Linked DNA regions of Hordeum vulgare: region 2 is linked to region 1. The links are chromatin contacts, called in public Hi-C maps. All regions are on one chromosome and are shown on one strand. Each heading gives the region's core, a stretch centred on a gene start, on an enhancer-like site or on the middle of the called end of the contact. The rest is flanking DNA. Distances are from core to core; before and after follow the strand shown.

Region 1 (6,119 bases), core at 1,104-3,603:
TTTCTCTTTCTTGCCATCTTCTCAGCTTTGGCACCCACATGCTCCATATTGATCCCAACAATCCTTTTGCTGAACCTAGTATGTGCTTCCTCCAAAGCAGGAGGAGTAGGGATAACATCCACAGGCTCACTGGACTCAACAGGGGATTGCACAAAATATGTTTGATCCTCGTTCTGACAAGTATTATCCCCAATTTCCATCTCAGTGACAGTAGGTTCTCCCACACATGCATCCAGATAAGAAGAAAATTTTCTGTTGACCACAAGACTAGGCATAATTTGCATTGAATTCATCACTATCTTCTCATAAGAGGAGCCCTTAGTAGGCCTTTTTCATTTTCTTTTATCTGGCTTTTCTCTGCCTCAGCAGCCATAGAATCTATGAGCAGCATATCATCAACTTCCTCACTCTCCTCCTCAGATTGTATTTCATCACTTTTTTGATCACTCTGCTCATTCCCATCATTTTTCTCAACCGTATCCAGATTCATGTGCTTCATATTCTTTCCCCCAGATATGCCAAAGGGAGCCGAAGACTCCCCAATAGTGGATGAAGAGGCATTTTGTCCCCCAGGTTGACTATTATCAGTTAGCCTAGCCCTTTTTGGGGAGTTCCCCCATCAGTTTCCATTTACACATTAACTTTCTCTTTAGGAGGATTTTTCACACGGATCTTGTCCACAGAGAAGAAAAAATCATAAAAGTGTCCCCCCAAAACTCCCTCTATTGAAGGAGGAATATTCTCAGCATCTCTACATCCCAGCTTAATTCTAACTGATTCTGGTCTATTTATAGTGGCTTTATAAATCTCCAGAGTCACACCAACCAAGGATCCCACATATGCAATATTTTTTTCATGTATTTTGTCCAAAGGGATATTGCTAACATTGACCCAAGCAATGTTAAGTATATACCCTTCCCCCCCACTGATTCTGACCATTTCCTCAAGTTAATAACAGCCCCACAGCTCTTTACATTCATAGTTTCAGCAAAGCAGGCCTTGTCTACATCTCTAGGTGAAGGAAACCTCATCACAAAGGTATTAGGACCAATAGACCTAGCAGAGCACCTCCAGTTTGTGTTGATATATGCATTGAAAAATTCTTCCAACTGTCTACCAGAAGCTTGCCCCTCAACCACAGATATAACAATGAAATGATTCCTATCAGTAGACTGACTCGGGGTGCTATGGTCATGTATGTAGAAAAAACCCTTCCCCTAGCTTGAAACCCACACATCGGCGCCACACATTCCCAAGGCAGCATCGTGTTGCACACAGAGAACAGATGACCATGATTTCCACATCTACCACACACAACACGCGGATAGTACGCAGGTAAGTGACCCGAATCCTTGCAGGTAGCGCAAACCTTAGCATGTCCCACTAGTGGGGAGATGTTCCTCTTGCCGGGGGTAGGATGGCGACGATCCTGAGCCTGGGGTTGCCTTCCACCTGCAGCACCGCCAGCCACGGTGTTGTTGCTGTTGTCGCCCCACTTCTCAGATCCGCGCGCACCTCCTTGTTCCATTGCCGGCCCGTGGCATTCCTTCTTTGAGTAAAATATCGACAATTCGCCTTGCAAGCTTGAACAATTTTAACAAAGAGGGATCTGCGCATACGGTATCTTCTCCGAAAAAGGTGCGGCGGGTATGTTGGATTGGTGACGAAGTAATCCCGCATCAACATCTCAGTGCCGAGATGGCAATTTCGAGGAATGCAAAGACGACCGACAGTCGATCCACGCCGCCTCTTTCGGTTCTCGTCTTCGTGCTCCTTCAGGGTCAGGGCCATCACCAAGCTCTCCTAGAGAAATGTGAGAAGCATCCTCTCAACATCCGAGTCATCCGAAGAGGATGAATCCTCAAGTAGAAACTTCTCGCAGAGGCTCAAGTCCATCTTCGGCGATGGCTCTCCCGCCGTTGTGGATTGGCGGATCCGGCGGAGCCGGTGCAGCGGCTCGGCGAAAGAGGGAAGCAACGAACGAGCGGCGCGATTCACCCCGAAGATTCGACTGATAGCGGCGCCCTGAGCCAGCAACGGACTGGGGGAACAAATCGTGGTGCGGCGACCAAAGGGGGTGGGAAAGAGCGCGGGTGAAATGTCCGTCCCGCCAACCGTTTTTCTACGATACAACACATCATCGTATAGGCGCGGCAGAAACCTATGTTTTCGCGGGTCGGGGAGGGGATTTTGCCACGCCCCTTAATTTTTTTACGGGTCGAACGAATTTGAGGGGTCTGGTCTGAGAACATTTCTCGCTCCGGTTTTTATTTTAGGGGTTATTTTACCGGGACATTGTACAGGGTTTGGTAGAGATGCTCTTATCACACGCTCACGAACCATATCTTCTTCCGTAAGCGAAAGGCATTCTAGTATGAAACGGACATCCGCTCCTTAGTCGTATCTCAGAACCTTCTTCCTGCTTCCCTCAACCCCCCAAATCCCGGCGGCGGCCACGGCTGATCGGCGCAAGGGGGAAGAATGCCGTGCTGCCACTGGGTGCTCTCCGTGGCCGAGAGCAGCAGCAACAACAAAACGCCGTCATGGCTCCACCGCCTCCACACCAAGGGCGGCCTCTCCTTCCCCTCCCACCTCCAAATCGATGACCTCCTCTACGGCCGAATCCAGCTGTCCCCTCCCTCTCCTCCTCCGCTTGTCCCCCCTCCGCTGCTGCTGCCGCCGCCGCCGCCGTCCGACCGCGACCACGCCGCCACCAACCCCCAAGACCCGCCCCATAATCCCAAGTCTATCCCCAAGCCGCCCCGCAATCCCGCCCCCCCAAACCCTAGTGATACCAACAACAACCACCCCCCACAGCCATCGCCGCCGCCGTCGCCGCCGCCACTCTCTGGCGTCATCTCCGAAATTTTCGCCGTCCCCTCCGCCCCGCGATCCAACCGCCTCCTCAAGCCCTTCCGCAAGCAGTACCGACCCCGCCCTCGCTCCAACGTCAAGCCCGCCAACAAGGACGACAAAGACAAGGCCAAGGCCAGGAAGCGCCGCCGGGACGATAGGGATGCGGCTGCTGAGCACGGGGAGAGGCGCTCCAGGACGGAGGTCACCGTCATCGACACCAGCACCGACGGGTGGAAGGCCGCCAAGGTACTCGTCCGCAGGGGCGCCAACTGGAAGATCAGCGACAGGAAGAACTCCGAGATCTCAGAAACTGAGGATCACAGCAAGGGCAAGAGGAGGGCCGGCCTTGTTGCCAAGGTACTGAGAGATAAAAAGAAGGGGAAACACGCTGCCTCGCCGGTGAGTACTCTTCATGCTCTGCAGTATGTGTACTGTTTAATTTGCTTGTCCCTGCATTGGACAAGATCATATATTTATCAGTTCGGAGGGTTGGTGTCTACCATCCAGTAAATCCGTATTCACTCTAAATTGCAGGATGCTTCTAGCGATTGACAAACTATATTCATGCTCAGATCATGGATTCTATTCATGTTCAGACAATTTGTGCATGTGGGATCGTAATGTGGATATAAATGCTGATACTTAACAGAAATTGTGCCCTGTATAGTTAGAGATGGCAGATTCAGTTGTTACTACTCCCACCGTTCCTAAATATAAGTCCTTATAGAGATTTCAATATGGACCACATACAGAGCAAAATGGCTGAATCTACACACTAAAATATAAAATATGTTTATATACATCCGTATGTCCGTATTGAAATCTCTAAAAAGACTTATACTCCCTCTGTACCTAAATAATTGTAGTTGGAAAGAACTAGACTAGTTCTTCCCAACTACAACTATTTAGGAGGGAGTAGATGTTATTAGCTGTATTAAATTTCTAGTGCCGCTGTTTAAGGCTCCATACTCATTTTCTTGTGTGTCTCTATGTACTACCTGTGCATGGTTAGCTATATACTCCCTTCGTTCCTAAATATAAGTCTTTTAAGAGATTTTACTACGGACTACATACGAAGCGAAATGAGTGAATCTGCATTCTAAAGTATGTCTATATACATCCGTATGTAGTCCATAGTAAAATCTCTTAGAAGACTTATATTTAGGAACGGAGGAAGTATATCTGAGCCTGCACAGACATATGTAGAGACATGCAGAATTAAGCAGTTCCTGGTATAATTTGATATATTGACGTGCTTTGGTAACTCTATATGTGTGTTTAAATCATATAAATCTGGTGGTTTGGTAGTTACTATCCTACTTCAAGGGCAGTGCTTGTGTTGTTAGACATTTTTGGAAGGTCACCCTGTGTATTTCGGTGGGGAAAGATAGAAGGCACACGGGTTAATGGGTTATGACTGTAGTTACTAGTCTGGGTAGGATGGATGTTACACGTATTGGTGTTTCTGGTCCTGGATTGTGAAACATTTGTTTTGTTGAGTGTTTCTCTTAGAGCAACTTCAACAGACGCACGCTAAAAAATATGCAGCGCCTGAAATAGCATTTTTTAGCGCGGGGGAGGGCGCTTGCTCCAGCAGGCGCGACGCTATAGCTCCAACAGACAGGCTAAATTTACAGCGCGTGCGCCCAACACAAACAACATATCTCCATGATCAATACATCGCGCACGTCCAAACATACAAAAAAAACAAATAATAAAAATCAACTAGTTCATCGACAAACATTAAAATTCAGATACAAGCTACAAGCAAATTCAAATTCAACTAGTACATCTAGACTACTCCTCCTCCTCGTTGCTGTAGTCCGTCGACGACAGCATTGCGTCCTCCCACCGTTCATCGTTCGAGTCCCAGGTCATGTCCGGGTTCCCTATCTGGAAATCGCCAGTGCCTTGCGCCTCTACGCTTTTCCTGGTGTTGCACGGCTCGCTCCTCCCTCCTGCTTGCCCAGGACTCGTTCTCGGCGACAATGTCCTCCGGGTTGCATGCGCCACTCCGCCATGGCGGCCTCGTCCCTCTCGGCGCTCCCGATTGCGCGGTCCTTGCTTGGTGTTCACACGCGGGGGAGGCGCTACATCCTGCACTTGCTGGCACGTGAAAACATCCTGAAATTCATCTGTGCCCGAGGACGCCGGAGGCGCCAAGCCGCCGCGTCGTACGCGCGGGCGGCCTCATGGGCAGTCTCGAACGTGCCGAGCCCGAGGCGCATGTTGCCGGAGCGGATCTCGGCATAGAACATGCCGGAGGGACGGGGGCGGACGCCGTGGTAGCCTGAGATGCTCCGGGGGCGCGGCGGCATGGCGGCAGCAGGGGAGAAGGCAGCTGGGGCGAAGAGAGAGGCGACGGAGGCGAGGAAGAAGGGCGCGGCGGCGGCGGGGCACTGGCAGAGGCGAAGAGAGAGGCGACGGAGACGGCAGTTGGTGGGCTCCCGCGCGCGGGATTTATAGAGCGCACCGAACGCCGCGCGCCAAAACTGCCACGCGTGTGCGTAGTTTTTTTAGCACGCCAAACTTTTACTTGCCTGCTGGAGCACGCCAACCGACCGCGCGCGCACAAAAAACGCGTAATTTCCCGCGCGCGCCAAATCTAGCGCGCCTGTTGGAGTTGCTCTTATGTTGGATTATGTTATCACGTGAAACAGAGTCTAGTGTAGCTTCTTCTGTTACAACAAGCAGGAGATGCATATATTATGTGTTGGTTTCAGGATGAGAATGTTCCTTTTAAAGAAGCACATCTGTTCACTTGTTTAATCTAAATTTTTGAATAACTGTTCTTTTAAGTTGGATCAGATAGTTTAGCTTTTTTTTCTTTGATTTTTTTTATGTTGTGACCGAGGGAAAAAAGAATGGTTTAATCTCTGACTCACTGTCGATGAAAGGAGATACCAGTCACAACTTTGGTCTCCCAATAGAAAGGCACTAAGATGTCAGATGCAGGTGGACGCTTCTGCTGTGTGTCCGCGACGTCCGCAACTCTAATCGCTTGATTAGCAGCGGCCTGCGTCCATGAGTTTTGACAGCCTGCTATGCCCGGCGGGCACATGCGGTCGTCCGCATAGCCACACTAGCTGATAAGAACAGAACAGCTTGTATCTAGCTCCTGTGATTGGAGTTGCAGACTAGCTGAAGCTCAACCACAAGTAAACATACAGTCTCGTGTAGACAAACATGCCCAAAGCGATAATATCATTTTCATGTGCTGACGCTTGTCCCTGGCAGCTGTAGCGAATGGCAGCGTGCCCTGC
Region 2 (6,119 bases), core at 2,483-4,982, 530 kb before region 1:
AATGAAACACATGTATATGCATCTAATAGCAAAACAGTATTACTGTATTTACATTGAGTGAGGGAGTGTAAAGAAGTCGGTACCTAATGCATAAAGGGTTGGATGGACACACTTAACAGGCCCCTTCTCAATCAGCTGCAACTTTATACACATCCATAGGTACTAACTTAAGGAGTTGAAATTTGTTAACCACACGAAACAATCTACACAGATTAATCCGCAATAATAACTATCTATGTTGACAGTAACATATGATCGTTGATATGTCCAGATTGACAAAGACCGCAGCAGCAAGGAAGCAACGAGGATCATTAATTCAGGATAGCCACACCATTTACTGTTTGTGAAAGAAACAAGATTTCGTAATCAACATGTGCTCCTCTGCACATCTATCTCGTAACAGACACACCAAAAAGGTAGAGAAGGAGAGAAAGCACTCATGCAAGCAAGAGAAGGGACAGGTGACAAGATGATGCTCAGGTAAGCACAAGAAAGAATCCAACTCCTAAGGTAGAGAAGAAGACACACGTGTAAGCACAAGAAATGATCCATCTCTTAGGATAGAACAACTCAACAGCATATTCCTTGTTTGTTTAGAGTGCATTCAGTATTCCCATGTTGGCCAATCAACCGAACTGCCAGGCATCTATAGAAGCATGCATCCTTCGTCCTGCTTGAATACCTTGCCCAACTGGTTGCTTTTTCTGTGCTGTCAGCATCTAATACATTTCATTGTGTGTGCGTGTGGGTGGGGGCAACGGTCTACCCACCATTCGCTAGTATAGAAAAGTAAGTAAAACCCCATATGCAACTCCATGAAACTATTAATAGAACGGTGTGTTAATTCAGCTTTGAGTAGTGTGTAGTCAAGCACTCAACCTTTTTGGTTCCACATATCCTTAGCCACTCAATTCTCAGAGGAGATTGAACTACCCATATGATCTATACATCATATTTGCACAGGTTCCAAATCATCTTTTCGAAAGAAAACTGCAACGTAGACCCCTACAGTATAGATAGGAACCTAAATCTGCATACATGCGAACTCGAACCCAGGTGGTGGGGTTGTACATCCACTCCCCCAACCAAGTGAGCTAGGCTCACTTCCTAGGTTTCAAAACCATTGGCGGTATGACGGTATCTTGGACATATCATCACATGATGTAAATGTTTCTTGAGATTCAGGTAAGCTAAAAGGTAAGAACAATAAAGATACGATAATGTCAAAAATTTAAGCATCAACAAAGACGTGACGTAAAATCCAGAAGTCACAAATCCATTTGAAATGTTTAAGAATAGAAGACTTACGAGAATTAGCCTAAAGACCCCAAATCCCATCAATTTCCTTGAGGTGGAAAAGGCTTGCAAAGAGAGCATTCAGTAGAGTGCTCGTCCTTGCAGCATGCCTGGCCAGTGTGCTGTAACATGACATCAGAAGTTTCCTGGTACTTGTGGATGACCATCGATCCATCCAACTCCTAACCCATAAGCCCCACCAAATTTATGATGGCTTCTCCACTTCTGCTGGAGAAATGAAAAACACTATTTAGTAATGGCAGAAAATAATGCAAAAATGGCAACAGTAGAACCCATTCTGATTTAAGTTTAAACAGGAGTGCTTAAAACTGAATCAAGAAGAAACAGGTTGAGTCATTGGTTACCATGATCCCGGAATTAATTGAATAAGTCATGCTTGGAAGATATCTTGCCTCCAGTAGAAACTTTCCTAAAGATTGATAGACAGACTTTCTCCATCAAATTCACATAGTCTGCATCAAGTGTTGAGCTTACCTGCTATATTTGCTTCTGGCAGAGTATACAGATAACCAGCCAACATATGGTACAGGAAAGCTTGCCGCTTCTTTTCTGTTACTTCTTCCAATAGTAAAAGTCATTAATAGAAAATCAATCTGCTCCAGAAATCTACAAGTGCCTCTCTCTTGATTCCTCATTGTACAGATCCAACACTTCTAGAGCACACTGACAAATAAATCAACTGAACACTTGAAGTGCAGATAGCTTTATCTTCTACTAATTTGAAAGAAAAAAATAAAGGAAATATTGAGGCAACAAGAAACATTTCAGCCATCACATAGTTTGCAAAGTGAACCTAGAAAAATGTTTGAAGTTTTAATTTTACATTTCTGAGTTGAACCTTAGAGCTCAGTCCAGCGATTTTGTCACTTTATGCACCACATACTTCTCTCATGTAGCTACAATGTATTCATGTGCAAATGTGAAACGACCACAAAAATACACACAAACACCTTTGCTAAGCCTGCTCTCAAAAACGACCAGTAAGTTTCACAGTACAATACTGCCTCATCTAAATTGGATGAATGTTTTTCTGAGTCAAGAACTTTGTGCCTTACAATAAGCTAAGTATTATTGCAACAATACAGGAGATAAGCTTGCATTTGGCACCTGATAAAACAAGACATTACTTAAACTCCAAGGTGAGAGTTCTACTTTTGGAACAGGGCAGCAAGCTCCCCCTTTTCAGCCATGGATGAAATAATATCACATCCTCCCACAAGTTCTCCTCCAACAAAAACCTGCGGGAAGGTTGGCCAGTTGCTGTAGGTCTTCAGGGTCTCTCTCAACCCATGGTTGTGCTCCTCATCAAGAATATCTACGGATGCGAAATCAACTCCATGTGCCTCCAGGATCCCCACCACTCTTTGCGAGAACCCACATTGGGGAGCGCTTCTTGATCCTTTGATGAAGGCAACCACTTTATTCTCCTTCACTAACCGATCAATCAACTGTTCAAGCGGCACAGTTAGCTGAACATGACGACCAGGAGTCAAACGCAAGTCTGCAGGTCTCTGTGGAGGACCGATCCAAGTGTGGTTCCCGGCAACGTTCCCCGGTGGCGCCTTGCCAGTGGCTGCGATGTATTCTTCCATCCATGATTTCCAAGCATTAGTCAGGACACTTTTATCTGGTGTTTCCTCGTCTGGTATTGCAACCTGTAGAGATAGGTGTGGTCAAATTCTCAAGTAGCATGGTCAAAACGTGAAGAGAGATAACTGAGACTCTGAGAGTTGATACATAGTCATTACTACAGGGCAATCATCTGCAGAAGTGATCAAAATGAGTGCAAGAGCGCTATATTTGTGTATATCAACCAACCCTCTTAAGGTAAACTGCTTTAGAAGAAAGCATGATCACTTCAGAAGCATTCATCATCAAACACTATAGGACGAGGCAAGCAATCAATTATCACGATTCAATTCATTGGACACTCTGCGCAATCCAATTCCATGATGTAACTGAAATCCTACGGAATGGGTGACGCGTGATGTGTATACCTTGACGGAGGCGCAGAGGTCAGCGGGCACCTTTCTGCGGTGCCCCTCGACGCTGGCCCTGACGTTGCGCGAGATCCCGAGAAACTGCAGGTCCCCGGCGGGATCGAAGACGCCGTAGACCCCGGGCCTAGGGGGGATCGAGTCCTCGTCGGGCAAAGTCTGGGTGGGCTCCTGCGGGATGGGGACGGGTGACGCCTCGGAGAGCTTGCTGAGGGCGGAGACGGACAAGAGGGCGCGGGGCGCGCGGCGGAGTATGGGCGGGAAGCGGAGAGTGCGGGAGGATGGGGTGGCCGGCGCCGGGAGGATGCGGAGGGAAGCGGCGGCAGCCGTGGAGGCGGTGGAGGTGGCCATGGGGAAAGTCATGGTGGCGCGGCTGAGTAGGAGAAGGTGAGGTGGAGGTGTGTGGAGAGTGGAGACGATGATGTCGTCCAGCCGCGCGTTCTTCCTCTCTAACTGGGCTGGATGGCACACGGCCCACAGACTAATAGCAGAGAAAAGCCCAACTTTTTATAAAACTAGTTGCTCGTATGCGCAAAATGCGGGAGCAACTAGTTAGCGAGCGCTTTCAACGATCGCTCCTGCGTGTCGCCATTTGGCGTATTTTCAGCCGTCGCCACGTGTCGCATTCTGAGCGTTTTTTTTTAATTTTATTTTTTATTTTTTCGCACGCGTTTTCGTCTTTTTAGTGTTTTTTCGGAATTTTTTTGATCTTACGGTTTTCTACCGATCTTTCATAACTTTTGGATGAAAAAAATTTCGCGAAAAAACGTGTTTTTGTTTTTTTACGCGAAAAAACATGTTTTCTGTTTTTTTACGAGAGACGCGTTTTTGCTTTCGTGAGAGGCACGGTTTTGCCTTCGCGAGAGGCACGGCCGTGCCTCTCAGAAAAGGAAAAAATGTGTTTTCTGTTTTTTTAAGAGAGACACGGTTTTGCTTCCGCAAAAGTCATGGTTTTGCCTTCGCGAGAGGCACGCCCGTGCCTTTCAGAAAAAAAACGCGTTTCTGTTTTTTTTGCGAGAGTCACGGTTTTGCCTTCGCGAGAGGCACGTCCGTGCCTCTCCCGAAAGGGGAAAACACGTTTTTTGTTTTTTTTAAGACGCACGGTTTTGTTTCCATGAAAGGCACGGTTCTACTTTTTTTTGCGAGAGGCACGATTTTCCTTCCGAGAGAGCCACAGTTTTGTCTTCGCGAGAGACACAACCCATGCCTCTCAGAAAGGAAAAAACTTGTTTTTTTTTGCTATCGCGTGAGGCACGATTTTTTCGTCCGATCTTTTTCTTTTGGTTTTTTTGTGAAAAAAGTTTATCAAACCTATCAATATAGGATCTAGTTTTGAAGATCTCAACGCGAGAAAGACAACGGTGAAAACAGTTCGAGATTTAGACCCATAGTTTAGGAGATAAAATGTTTTAAAAATACGAATCTACGAAAAAAGGAAAAACTAACAGGTTGCGACAAATGGCACGCATAGAATGCATCACTTGGCGCAACGTGTGAAGATGGAAGTAATCGTTGCAACGTGTATTCGCTAACTAGTGATTTCAGCAAAATTCTTTTTCTTCCTCGTTAAATGCTCTGGGCAAGCCCCATTTGCCGATTGTGTCAGCCGGGTTTCGTTATTTTCTCTTTTATTTTCTAAAGTCAGCACTACTCCCTTGGTACTGAATTATAAGACCTATGGATATTCTATAATATATGAACTACATACATACTAAAATAAATGAACAAACACACTAAAATACGCTTATATACATCATATTAGAAAAATGTCAGAATATTTTATAATCCAGAGAAGATGGAGTACTTCTTTTCTATTTCATTATTACTATTTTTTGACTTTTTCAAGTTATACATTATACTTTTTAGCACACGATAAACATTTTTTGCATCCATGATGAGCATTCTTGAAATACGCTTTTAGTCTTTTATTTAAATTTCAAAAATATCATAAAATATTTTCTAAATATAATTCTGAAGTATATATTTTAATATATTTTTTTGGAATATTAAATAGTAAACGATAGATTATTGGGCTGTAATTTTCAGTGGGTCACATCCTGACTAATATGTAAACCGGACATCCCAATGGAAATCCCTACTTTCTACGCCAATGCAATTTGCCGCTCATAGGATGAAAATAAGGCTTAATTCGTCGAGGGAGTGTCCCTCCCGATGCCCTAGTTGGGTTAGCCCATGTTGGGTTAGGCTGGTCACAATGGAGAGTAACATAAGGTAGGAACCTACATGCTTTCCTAGACTATGTTCCTACCTCCACAATGGGGAGTAACATGTATGTAGTGTCATGCAACAATGCATTTATTAAGCTATAGACTCATTGTTTCTTGGAGTGTGTGATGTTTCGGTAACTTAGCTAGTTACCACAAGCACCTCTCTCTTCACTAAATACGTGCCACATAAGCAAAGTTGTATTGGAGTGTGTGATGTTACTGCTAAGTTCTTCCCCATTGTGACCAGCCTTAGTTGTTTCTTATGTTTCCTCCTTTTCCTTGTTATCCTTTTTTTCTACTAGCAAAAGAAACCGTGCGTTGTAACGGAAAAAAATATGACATGCCCATAACGCAATAAATCAATGGGAAAGAAAATACCCTAATAGGTTCATTTTCCTTTATTTAAACATGGCATCCCATCGGTATTGCCTCTCAGCATAAGATGAACATCAACTTCCTTTTTTACCCTGTCGGGTTTTGCAGAGACATGCATGCGTTATTATTAATGGTTTCTTTTGTCTTCAGTACGATTTTGATGAGGTGTTCATTTGTAACAGGATCGACGCCAATACTAAAA

The links. A called contact is a pair of places that touch in the nucleus more often than the background predicts.
Region 2: a contact with region 1 is called in a Hi-C map of seedling, with 3 times the contacts expected there. The contact joins the promoter of LOC123453119 here to the promoter of LOC123397454 in region 1. A contact is called at or near these places in 2 of 6 Hi-C or Micro-C datasets (leaf and seedling) and 1 of 1 datasets of contacts at active chromatin or transcription factors (embryo).

Annotation. Positions count from the first base shown.
Region 1 is chr5H:333,377,146-333,383,264 of MorexV3_pseudomolecules_assembly, reverse strand. It overlaps LOC123397454 (wiskott-Aldrich syndrome protein family member 2-like), which reads left to right and starts at 2,353. Exons shown (of 3, transcript XM_045091982.1): 1 at 2,353-3,255. The coding sequence starts at 2,482.
Region 2 is chr5H:333,911,096-333,917,214 of MorexV3_pseudomolecules_assembly, reverse strand. LOC123453119 (monothiol glutaredoxin-S12, chloroplastic-like) reads right to left here and starts at 3,732. Exons shown (of 2, transcript XM_045129885.1): 1 at 3,315-3,732; 2 at 2,255-2,972. The coding sequence starts at 3,677. The coding sequence ends at 2,466.